2 separate regions of the Macaca fascicularis genome follow, and region 2 is linked to region 1. Evidence: chromatin contacts called from public Hi-C data. All regions are on one chromosome and are shown on one strand. Each heading gives the region's core, a stretch centred on a gene start, on an enhancer-like site or on the middle of the called end of the contact. The rest is flanking DNA. Distances are from core to core; before and after follow the strand shown. Region 1 holds the start of TOR3A (torsin family 3 member A). Region 2 holds the start of AXDND1 (axonemal dynein light chain domain containing 1).

Region 1 (5,529 bases), core at 491-2,990:
AGTAACACACAGGGTTGCACAAATAGAAAATGGTAATCACTATGATAGACTGCCATTCAGACTGAAGCGACATTTGTTGAGTGAGTTAATTTTTTTTTTTTTTGAGATGGAGTCTTGTGCTGTCACCCAGGCTGGAGTGCAGTGGCACGATCTTGGCTCACTGCAACCTCCGCGCCCTGGATTCAAGCCATTCTCCTGCCTTAGCCTCCTGAGTAGCGGGGATTACAGATGCGCGCCATCACACTCCGCTAATTTTTGTATTTTTAGTAGAGACTGGGTTTCGCCATGTTGGCCAGGCTGGTCTCGAACTCCTGATTTCGGGTGATCCGCCCTCCTCGGCCTTCTAAAGTACTAGGATTACAAGCCTAAGCCACCGCACCCGGCCTAATTTGTTTGGTTTTCCAGTAAGCACTGTGGTGTATGTGCTGTTAATTGTCTCTGGTGGACTCCACAAGCTTAATGTACACAGTGCTGGGCTGGTGCCATGGCTGCTTCTCTGAAAAGTTTTTGACATCACACCGAATGGCTGAGACACTACGAACATTTTACTTTTCATCTCAACCTTGTGTCCAGCAAAGGTGCTTGTCTAGTTTCTGTAGCTGTTTGAATGAAAGGCGCAAATTTGGTGTGCTGCTGAGAATGGAGCAGACCTGGCACTGGGTGTGATCTAAGAGACGGGGGTGAAGAGATGAGTCAAGTTGCCTGTGACATTTGTGACACATGGTGCTCAGATTCACCTTGCTGTCTGGAGGGCCCACCCTCAAAGCCACTAAACATGACGACATTAGCCAAGTCCTCTGATCTCTCTAGACAGCAGTTTTCTCCTAAGACAAGATGGCTTTTTGGCCATTGGCTGAAGTAAGCCAGGTGATTTTAAACAATGCATTAAGCTCTTCTGAAATCTAACAGCCTTGTTCCAAGCTGCTCGCTATGGAGAATAGAGCGCTGAGGGAAAGAGGCCTGTAGTCTTTTGCCAGTGGTGTCGGATGGGCTACTCAGCCCCAGCACTTGAAAGTTGCAAACCTAGTCAAGAAAGTGCACACAGTACTTCACCTTTTTATGAGATATAATTACATTGACATGACGCCTTATGATTTACCCGTGACTCGGGGGGTTTCCAAAATCCAAACACTTCCAGACTGGGGCCCGTCAATCAGCTTCCTCTTGCTTTTCGTGGACTCCCAAACTGTGGAAACCTGCTGGTGTTTTGCTGCGGTTTCATTTCCCTCTGCGGAGGAGCCAGGGCAACCTCGGCCAGACAGGCACCCAGCTGCGCCCTTCTTTCCAGGGCCTCTTCACTCAGCTGACTCTCCTGGCCTGCCTAATGCTCCTGGCTGAGACGGTGTCCCGGCTTCCTCTAACAGGTTGGCGAGAAGTTGATCTGCAAACGCGAGGCAGAGCAGGAGTGTCCTTATTCGGTAGGCCTCTGATGGGCCACCAGGTCCGTCCGAAAGTCCTAGCCGAGTGATTGACAGTGGCCATTTCAAAGCCTGATTTCACCTTTGCAACCACAATCACGACCCAGAATAAACTGCTTCCAGGAAGCCATTTAGTTGCACCTTGCCTGAAGTCAGTCTCCGGACTGCCTCTCAGGACCCCCGCCAGGGTTTCGGGTTCCCGCCTGGGTCACGTGTACGGAGGCTGCCAGTGCGCACTCAGCCCGGCCCGCCGGTCGCCAGAGCAACACCAATCCCGGGTTCACTCCCGCCTCGGAAGTGCGGTCCCCGCCCGACAGCCCCCGGCTTAAGGGAGCCTGGCTAGGCCGGCAGCCAGAAGGTCCCGCAGCTTGGGGCCGGCCATGCTTCGCGGCTCGTGGCGCCAGCTTTGGCTCTTTCTCCTGTTGCTGCTGTTGCTGCTGCTGCTCCCGGGCGCGCCTGAGCCCCGCGGCACCTCCAGGCCGTGGGAGGGAACCGACGAGCCGGGCTCGGCCTGGGCCTGGCCGGGCTTCCAGCGCCTGCAGGAGCAGCTCAGGGCGGCCGGCGCCCTCTCCAAGCGGTACTGGACGCTCTTCAGCTGCCAGGTGTGGCCGGACGACTGTGACGAGGACGAGGAGGCAGCCGCGAGGCCCCTGGGTAAGACCCCGTCCCCGCGGCCCGCCGTTCGCTGCGGAGCAGAGTGCGATCCGGGCGCGGCTGTGGTCGCCTCGCTCCTGCCCCCGGGCGACGTCAGGGCCCGCAGTTCTGCTCCGCTCAGCCGCCGGTACCGGCTGTAGGCGGGGGCAGCCTCCGCGGAGCAGGGAGCCCCATCACCGCTCCGGCCCCACTCGCATCCCCGGTGCCGCCCCCTGCGGCCTGGCTGCCCGTCCCCTGCCGCCCCTCATCCCCGCGCTTTCCAGACTCGCTTGCACCGCCTGTGCCGTCTCCCAGCCCACCCTGGCGTTATTCGAAGGTGCTGCTCTTGACAGCGTCCGCTGTGGACATGCCTGGTGACTGCCGTCTCCCTTGCTGCTTTTGGACGCAGGGCTTGAGGACCGACAGTGGGCTGAGCTGGGGCTGGCAGTTGGAATCTGAGTTCTGGGTGTCGCTCTGTCCCTGACAAATTGTGTGGCAACGTTGCCGCATCACTGTCGAGCTCCGGATGGTCTCCTCTCGGTCTCACAGCTCTTCCTTTTCCAGGCTGGCGCCTTTCCCTGTTGGGCCAGCGGTACTTGGATCTCCTGACCACGTGGTACTGCAGCTTCCAAGACTGCTGCCCCGGTGGGGATTGCAGAATCTCCAACAACTTTACAGGTTGGACCTCGCATGGCTTCAAGGGACTAGGGATCTGTGGGGAGGGGACGCAGTCCAGGGGAAATGGTTAGATGCAAGGGACCTTTCGTCATCCTGTCCAACCTCCCCACAAGCAGGAACTTCTGCCACAGTCTGAGGTTTTGAAGGAGTACCAAATGCTTGAGAGTCAGGGAAGCCCCTTTTTAGCCTCTAGCTTAATAGCCCAGGCAAACTGAGCTGTTTCGTGCATCTTGAGGATCCATGGGAATGCCATGAACACATCACACTCAGCTAAGCTGGGAGGAGGGAACAGGCCCATCATTACCACCGTGTGTCCCCTGTCTAAACAGGTTTTCCTCTGCTCATTTGTCAGCTACCCCCACCATGTCCTCCCGCATCCCTGAGAGCGTTTCCAAGGAGAAGAGAATACCTAATATCTGTTATACATACCAGGCACTGTGCTAAGAGTTTCAAAGGGATTAACTCATAATCCAACATCTCCTTTGATCTCTAGGAGAGTCAGGCCCAGAGCACCTTGTTTCACTCTAAACAGAAACAGGGACCTCTCAGAGGGGCTGGAACTATCCAGTGAGAGAACTGATCAGAAATTCTGGGTTATGATTACAAGTGTCCCTTTCTTTTTTTTTTGAGACAGAGTCTTGCTTTGCATCCACACTGGAGTGCAGTGGTGCGATCTCAGCTTACTGCACCCTCTGCCTCCCGGGTTCAAGCAATTTTCCTGCCTCAGCCTCCCGAGTAGCTGGGATTACAGGTGCCCACCACCACGTCCGGCTAATTTCTGTAGTTTTAGTAGAGACGTGGTTTCACCATGTTGGCCAGGCTGGTCTTGAACTCCTGACCTTGTGATCTGCCCACCTCGGCCTCCCAAAGTGCTGGGATTACAGGTGTGAGCCACTGCACCCGGCAACCAGTATTTTCTAATTAGTTTGGGTGACTTGATTTGCATATTGCAGTTGATTTGCATTTTCACTCTCACAAGGTCATCTTTGGCCCCATGTTCTGAAACCTATTCAGACATTTGCAAAAGCTTCCTCTCTTTTCCCCAGGAGCAATTTCTTACCCAGAGTTCTGATCCCAGCTCCTTCAGTCTCCATAAATGAGGCCCACCTTAGATATTTAGGTCACTTAATTGGCCAAAATGCCAATAACACAGTGTTTTTAGGGACACAGTCTGGCTCAGGACAGAAGATAGGAGTACATACAGGTCAGGAAGTCTGAATTTGGATCACTGCTGACTTGGATAAGACCCTAGGTGGCAATTAGCGAGTTACTTTCTGCCCTCAACTACGTTCTGCCCTCAACATGCCTGTTCGACAAAGGCCTGGATATCCAAATTGTTGCGGCCGGGGAATCAGAGACTCCTCCACTGGATTCCTAGTCTTGCCTCTTCCTTGCTGGCAGAGTCCTTCCCAAGTGTCCATTTCCTCAGCTGTATTTTATTTTATTTATTTATTTATTTTGAGACCAAGTCAGTCTCTGTCACCCAGGCTGGAGTGCGGTGGCGTGATCTCGGCTCACTGCAACCTCCGCCTCCCAGGTTCAAGCTATTCTCTTCCCTCAGCCTCCCAAGTAGCTGGGATTATAGGCGCACGCCACCATGCTTGGCTCATTTTTGTATTTTTAGTAGAGATGGGGTTTTGCCACATTGACCAGGCTGATCTCGAACTCCTGACCTCAGGTGATCCACCCACCTCGGCCTCCCAAAGTGCTGGGATTACAGGCGTGAGCCACCTCGCCCAGCCAGTTTCTTCAGCTTTAAATGGGAATAATAATGCCTGCCTTGCAGAATTGTGAAGACTAAATGTAAAACACTTAGCCCAGTTCTGAATACAGAGAAAACAGCAAATGTTAATTTTCTTCTATGTCACTACTACTTTTGGAGCAATGTGTGATACCCTCAACGTTTTATCATAGACCTTGACCTCCCAAGGCTCCAGAATACACGCTCTGGGCTGGCTTGAGGTGTTCAACCAATTGATCCTGGATTTGGAGTGCTCACCCACAGCTGGCAGCACACCCTCCCTGCCTCCACTGTGGCTCCTGGTAGCCCCATCTCCAAATCCTACAACCTCAGGTCTGAGAGGAAGTTAGGCCTAGCAGAGGGCTTTGCACACTGGAGCTGCTCTCAACAAGTGTCGGCTGAATTGAATGAGAATGAATAAAATCAAGCTTCTGCATGAAACAGGGAGCCCTGAAACCAAGGGATGGGAGCAGCCTCAGGACATGGGGGACAGGATTCCTCCCCAGACAGGTCTGTGCCAACTGCTCTGGGTATGTGCAGGATCTTCAGGAAGGGTGATTCCTCTGTCTCCCTAAGTCCCATCTTTATTTCCCAAACTCTTCAAAAAGTAGTCCTTGAGGCCAGGCATGGTGGTTCACGCCTGTAATCCCAGCACTTCGGGAGGACGAGGCGGGTGGATCACGAGGTCAGGAGTTCCAGACCAGCCTAGCCAACACGGTGAACCCCATCTCTACTAAAAATACAAAAGTTAGCCGGGCATGGTGGCGGGCACCTGTAATCCCAGCCATTCAGGAGACTGAGGCAGGAGAATCGCTTGAACCAGGGAGGCAGAGCCGAGATTGCACCACTGCACTCTAGCCTGGGTGACAGAGCAAGACTTCCTCTCAAAAAAGAAAAAGGAAAGAAAGTAGTCCTTGCATCCCTTCTGCTACAAAGTCTGCCTTCTGTCTGCTTATTATGCCAAACAGGAGAAGTAACTGATCCCAACCAAGAGAGATTCAGAGTTGCTTGGTTTCCGGGCTGCTGGCTGCTGTGGTGGATGCGCCTCTGTGTGCCTTT
Region 2 (5,628 bases), core at 1,736-4,235, 270 kb after region 1:
TATTCAGGAGGCCGAGGCTCCAGAGAATCGTTTGAACCCAGGAGGCAGAGGTTGCAGTAAGCCAAAATCACACCACTGCACTCCAGCCTGGTCGACAGCGAGACTCCATCTCAAAAAAAAAAAAAATTGACTCTGACCATCACTTTTACACGTTTTGAGGTTTTCTGTTTAGGAAGATTCTTACCTACTCAGCTTACATTTTGCTATGGTATTTTCCATCGAAGACCTTAATAGTATTACTCCATTTTAAGATTCTCTTGGTATAATTAAAAATTAGGAGAGGAGTTACCCTATGAGTAGCAACTGTATTTTTTGATAGTGATAGTACTGTTTTTGTTTATGCCTCATCTATTCAACTTTTTTTGTTTTGTTTTGTAGAGATGGGGTCTTGCCGTGTTGTCCAAGCTGGTCTCAAATTCCTGGCCTCAAGCCATCCTCTAGCCTAAGCCTCTCAAAGTGCTGGGATTACTCAGGCATGAGCCAACACACCCAGCCACTCATCCAACCTTTTTTTTTTTTTTTTTTTTTTCTGAGAGGGAGTTTCACTCTTGTCGCCCAGACTGGAATGTGATGGCGCTGCAACCTCCACCTCCCGGCTTCAAGCGATTCTCTTGTCTCAACCTCCCGAGTAGCTGGGACTACATGCATGTGCCACCACGCCGGGCTAATTTTTGTATTTGGTATTTGTATTTGGTAGAGAGACAGGGTTTCACCATGTTGATCAGGCTGGTCTCTGACATCAAATGATCCACCCACCTCAGCCTCCCAAAGTGCTAGGATTACAGACATGAGCCACCACGCCCTGCCTTATCCATTCAACTTTAACACAGGCCTTTGCTGAGAGCTTCAGACCCATGTATTAATGTATAATCAAATAGTTACTCCTCATTTCCACCCAGATATCTCAGTCTTACTGCAAACTTAACATATCCACAAGTCCTAAACGGATCCTTCTCCAAAGTCCTCCTCCAAATCTGGTCTTCCTCCTTTGTTTCCAGTCTCAGTAAATCATATTGTTACAGGAAAGGGGGTTCAGGGCGAGTCCACAGTGCAAAGCAAGTTCATTAGGAAAATAAAGGAATAAATAATGACTACTCCATAGAGCAGCCCTGAGGGTTGCTGGTTACACATTTTTATGGTTCTTTCTTGATATGCTAAACAAAGGGGTGGATTATTCATTCCTCCCCTTTTTAGGCCTTATAGGGTAACTTCCTGACATTCCCATGGTATTTGTAAACTGTCATGGCGCTGGTGGGAGGATAGCAGTGAGGACAACCAGAGGTCACTCTCGTGGCCATCTAGTTTTTGGTGGGTTTTAGCCGGCTTCTTTACTGCGACCTGTTTTATCGCAAGGTCTTTATGACCTGCTATCTAATCCTGTGATTTAGAATGCCTTAACCATCTAGGAATGCAGCCAAGTAGGTTTCAGCCTTATTTTACCCAGCTCCTATTCAAGATGGAGTTGCTGTGGTTCAAACTCCTCTGACATTATGTATGATCACCATACCACAGCACAATTCTGTCAACACAAAAGAGAACTGTCCAACCGATTTTCATGTTTGTCCAGGCATTGTAGTTGGTGCTAAGGAATATAGTTATTGAATAAGATAGTTTTCTGCCCGTCTGGAAGCAACTAGACGCTGGGCTTCTCCCGGCAGTTCATTATTTGGCACTAAATCTCTGCCTTAATATGAAATTATGCCATGGCCGGGCGCGGTGGCTCATGCCTGTAATCCCAGCACTTTGGGAGGCCGAAGCGGGAGGATCACCTGAGGTCGGGAGTTCCAGACCAGCCTGACCAACGTGGAGAAACCCCGTCTCTACTAAAAATGATGGTATTCTTTCCTGAGGTCAGGTTTTTACGCCAGACTTCCCGACAATTATGCCTGAGCTGGTTCCACCTAACTTCAATCCTCCTTCCCGGCCCCAAGGGGGTGAAAAATCTGGACCCAGGAGGCCTTCCTTGTGCTCTGAAGGGAGGCCTTTAAGGGTCCAAGGAAGACGTGACCGAATGTAAAGCACCGAACGGCTTACCCAGTAAGGGACCCAGAGTTTATTAACCAACATCCCCCCTGAGTCTGGTTTTTAGAAAAATACGCAAAATGTCCAGGCGCGGGGGCTCATGCCTATAACCCCAGCACTTTGGGAGGCCGAGGCGGGCGCATCACGAGGTCAGGAGTTTGAGACCAGCCTGGCCAACATGATGAAACCCCATCTCTACTAAAAATACAAAAATTAGCCGGGCATGGTGTACCGCGCCTGTAGTCCCAGCTACTCAGGAGGCTGAGGCAGGAGAATCGCTTGAACCCGGGAGGTGGAGGTTGCAGTGAGCCGAGATCGCACCACTGCACTCCAGCCTGGGCAACAGAGCGAGACTCCGTCTCAAAACAAAACAAAACAAAAACAAAAACAAAATACAAAATTAGCCGGGCATGGTGGCGTGTGCCTGTAATCCCAGCTACTTGGGAGGCTGAGGCAGGAGAATTGCTTGAACCCAGGAGATGGAGGTTGCAGTGAGCTGAGATCGCGCCATTGAACTCCAGCCTGGGCGACAAGAGCGAAACTCCGTCTCAGGAAAAAGGAAAAAGGACGGAAGGCAGGAAAGAAGGAAGGAAAAAGAAAGAAAAATATGCAAAGCAACAAAAAAGAGACCTAGAAAGATGGAAACAACTCTTAGAAGACCCTTGCTTGAACCCGCGTGCATCACTGGCTACAGGTGTAGACCCCTCGGGCTAACCCCCGCCGGCGCCTGCGCACTGGCCTGGCCCGCAGCAGGAAGCCCCGGGGTGAGACACTTTCGGATTCCGTGACAACGGCCGGATTAAACGTTTTTCTTCTTTGCTACTGAACCTATGCTGCTATTTAGAACACAAGAAACTCCGAGAGGCTGTAGGGATTGTCTTAGCTGTCTGCCTCCTCCGCCGGCACCGCTGAAGGCAGCCCCTATCGAGGGCGCTAAACCTCGGGGTCCTGGGTTTCTATGACGACAAACAGGCGTTCCAGCAAAGGAGGTAGTGACCGGATGCTGGCGGGGTACGCAATGTGTGGGTAGGATAGCGGGTGTCCCTTTCCAGTCATTTTTAACCAAGAAACAGTGCGAGGCCTGCCCAACTCCCGAGTTTGTGGAACTGGCGCGCGAGAACGCTGCCTGTGGGGAAGGTTGGGGTCCCCAGCCGAGCCGCCTGCAGCGAGTGTCGCCCACCAGGGGTGCCGGCGGTCTGCGGGTCCGCCAAGCGGGTCTTTCCTGCCCTGCTCCCTGACCCTGACCTGACGGTCCACTAAGGCCTCTCAGTCGCAACAGATAACCCCAGAACATAGAGGTCGCCCCGAAGAAGGAAAACCATGCTAGATGAATTCTAAACTACGATCTGAACCTAAATACTCAATGGGTGTCATCTTTTTTCTTTCTTTTTTTTCTTTTTTCCTCTCCCTGCAGGATTATGTGGCAGCCTGCAAGTAGTCCCAGTGCGGCGCTGATTTGTGTCTAAATTAGCTTTCCGGAGGACTATTTCAAATTAGTAAAGAGATAGGAGGCATTGTTTATTATGTCTCTCCCGAAAACGCCCTCCACCCCGCTAAACTCTGCATCAACGTCTGAGAGCAAAAAGTTAGTGTCTGTAGCCACGGAAGGGACGAGAGGTAAACTTCGATGATTCTGAAGTCATAAACAGTCATGGCCGTAAGACAGAAATCACCTTCCATTCACCGGTTTTTTAAATCTGATACTCAGAATACCTTGATTGGCTACATTTTTCTAACACGCTTGCTTAAATAAAGCAAGAAGTCATTCCTTTTACTGTATTTTGAGTCAGAGTCCTGTTTCACTACTCCATCTAAATACTGTTTATAATTTTTTTCAAATGTTGATTTATATATGGTTTTAAATTCACCCTATTTTAAATATCAATAGTTGTATTTTTTTTTGGTTCCTGGTCTTTGGTTTTAAGGAACTTTGAAAAAGTAATAGTGAGGTTAGGCGCGGTAGCTCACGCCTGTCATCCCAGCACTTTGGGAGGCCGAGGTGGGCCGATCACTTGAGGTCAGAAGTTCGAGACCAGCCTGGACAATATGATGAAACCCCGTCACTACTAGAAATACCATAATTAGCCGAGCATGGTGGCTCTCACCTGTAGTCCCAGCTTACTCCGGAGGCTGAGGCAGGAGAATTGCTTGAACCCAGGAGGTGAGGTTGCAGTGAGCCATGATTGTGCCGTTGCATTCCAGTCCGGGAGACAGAGCAAGACTCCATCTCAAATAAATAGGCCGGGCGCGGTGGCTCACGCCTGTATCCCATTTGGGAGGCCGAGGCTGGCGGATCACGAGGTCAAGAGATTGAGACCATCCTGGCCAACATGGTGAAACCCTGTTTACTAAAAATATAAAAATTAGCCGGGCTTGGTGGTGCGCCCCTGTAGAGCTACTCAGGAGGCTGAGGCAGGAGAGAATCACTTGAACCCGGGAGGCGGAGGTTGCAGTGAGCCGAGATTGCACCACTGCACTCCAGCCTGGGGACAGAACGAGACTCCGTCTCAAATTACGAGGTCAGGAGTTTGAGACCAGCCTGAACAACATGATGAAACCCTGTCTCTACTAAAAATACAAAAATTAGCCAGGTGTGGTGGCACGCGCCTGTAATCCCAGCTACTTAGGAGGTTGATGCAGGAGAATTGTTTGAACCCGGGAGGCAGAGGTTGCAGTGAGCCAAGATCTTGCCACTGCACTCCAGCCTGGGCAACAGAGGTAGAGTCAGTCTCAAATAAATAAAACAAACAATAAAAAGCAATAGCAGAGATAAGAAAAACGCAATTTAGTACAACGTGGCAATTTGTATTAGCTTTTAGTAATTTTTCTAAATTAGAGTAATTCCTTAAGATTTTCATTCATATGCGAATCTGTACTAGAGTCAGCTAGTGTTATCCTTACCCCCTGTTCTGTTAAAGCTTTTCACATCTCACCTGCCCCTTGTACTAAAGCCCCAAGCCCCACCCAACTTTTTTTTTTTTCTGTTTCTTTTGATCTCAAGCTCGTGGGAGATTTGGTAATGCAGACTCTAACAACTTTTGACAGTAATCAAAGCATGATGCCTCCTTATAGAAATAAACGTAAACCATACCGTGTTAGGGGCATAGATTAAGAATAATAAAAACTCAACTCTACCTGACTTCATAGGAGGGCTTTTCCTATATATAAGCCCAACTACCTGCCTGTATTACTCCCCTGCCCTAGTCAAGCAGGGTAGAACACTCTTTTTACAGTTCCCATTCCACAGATTTGTCAGCTCAGATTGTTCCACTCTCATTTGCAACAATCCCAGTTCCATTTTTACTTTGAAGCCCAACCCAGATCCTTTCCACTCTATAAATGCCTGGATTTAATGCAATTATTCTCACCTTTGAATTCATGTAAGAAAAAAATTACTAAATAATTTAAGAGCTTGCGGGGAGAGAGTTGTGATTTTCATATGAAAGGGAAGATAGACATTCATTCCTATCTTCTTAAGGCTCACCCAGTTATCTGAGCAAGTGAAATGAGTTTAGTTTTCAACTTTGAATTGAGAATCATGCAGGTTCGTCTTAGTACCTGAGTTTTTGAAACTGTGATGTAATGTGAGTAGGGTAGGCAAGATGA

The links. Hi-C and Micro-C count contacts between places; a contact is called where the count stands out from the background.
Region 2: a contact with region 1 is called in a Hi-C map of liver, with 3 times the contacts expected there. The contact joins the promoter of AXDND1 here to the promoter of TOR3A in region 1. A contact is called at or near these places in 2 of 2 Hi-C or Micro-C datasets (liver and skeletal muscle).

Annotation. Positions count from the first base shown.
Region 1 is chr1:36,592,718-36,598,246 of T2T-MFA8v1.1, forward strand. TOR3A (torsin family 3 member A) reads left to right here and starts at 1,741. Exons shown (of 7, transcript XR_012428013.1): 1 at 1,741-2,072; 2 at 2,616-2,729.
Region 2 is chr1:36,863,961-36,869,588 of T2T-MFA8v1.1, forward strand. AXDND1 (axonemal dynein light chain domain containing 1) reads left to right here and starts at 2,986. Exons shown (of 25, transcript XM_065532054.2): 1 at 2,986-3,011; 2 at 3,437-3,639. The coding sequence starts at 3,546.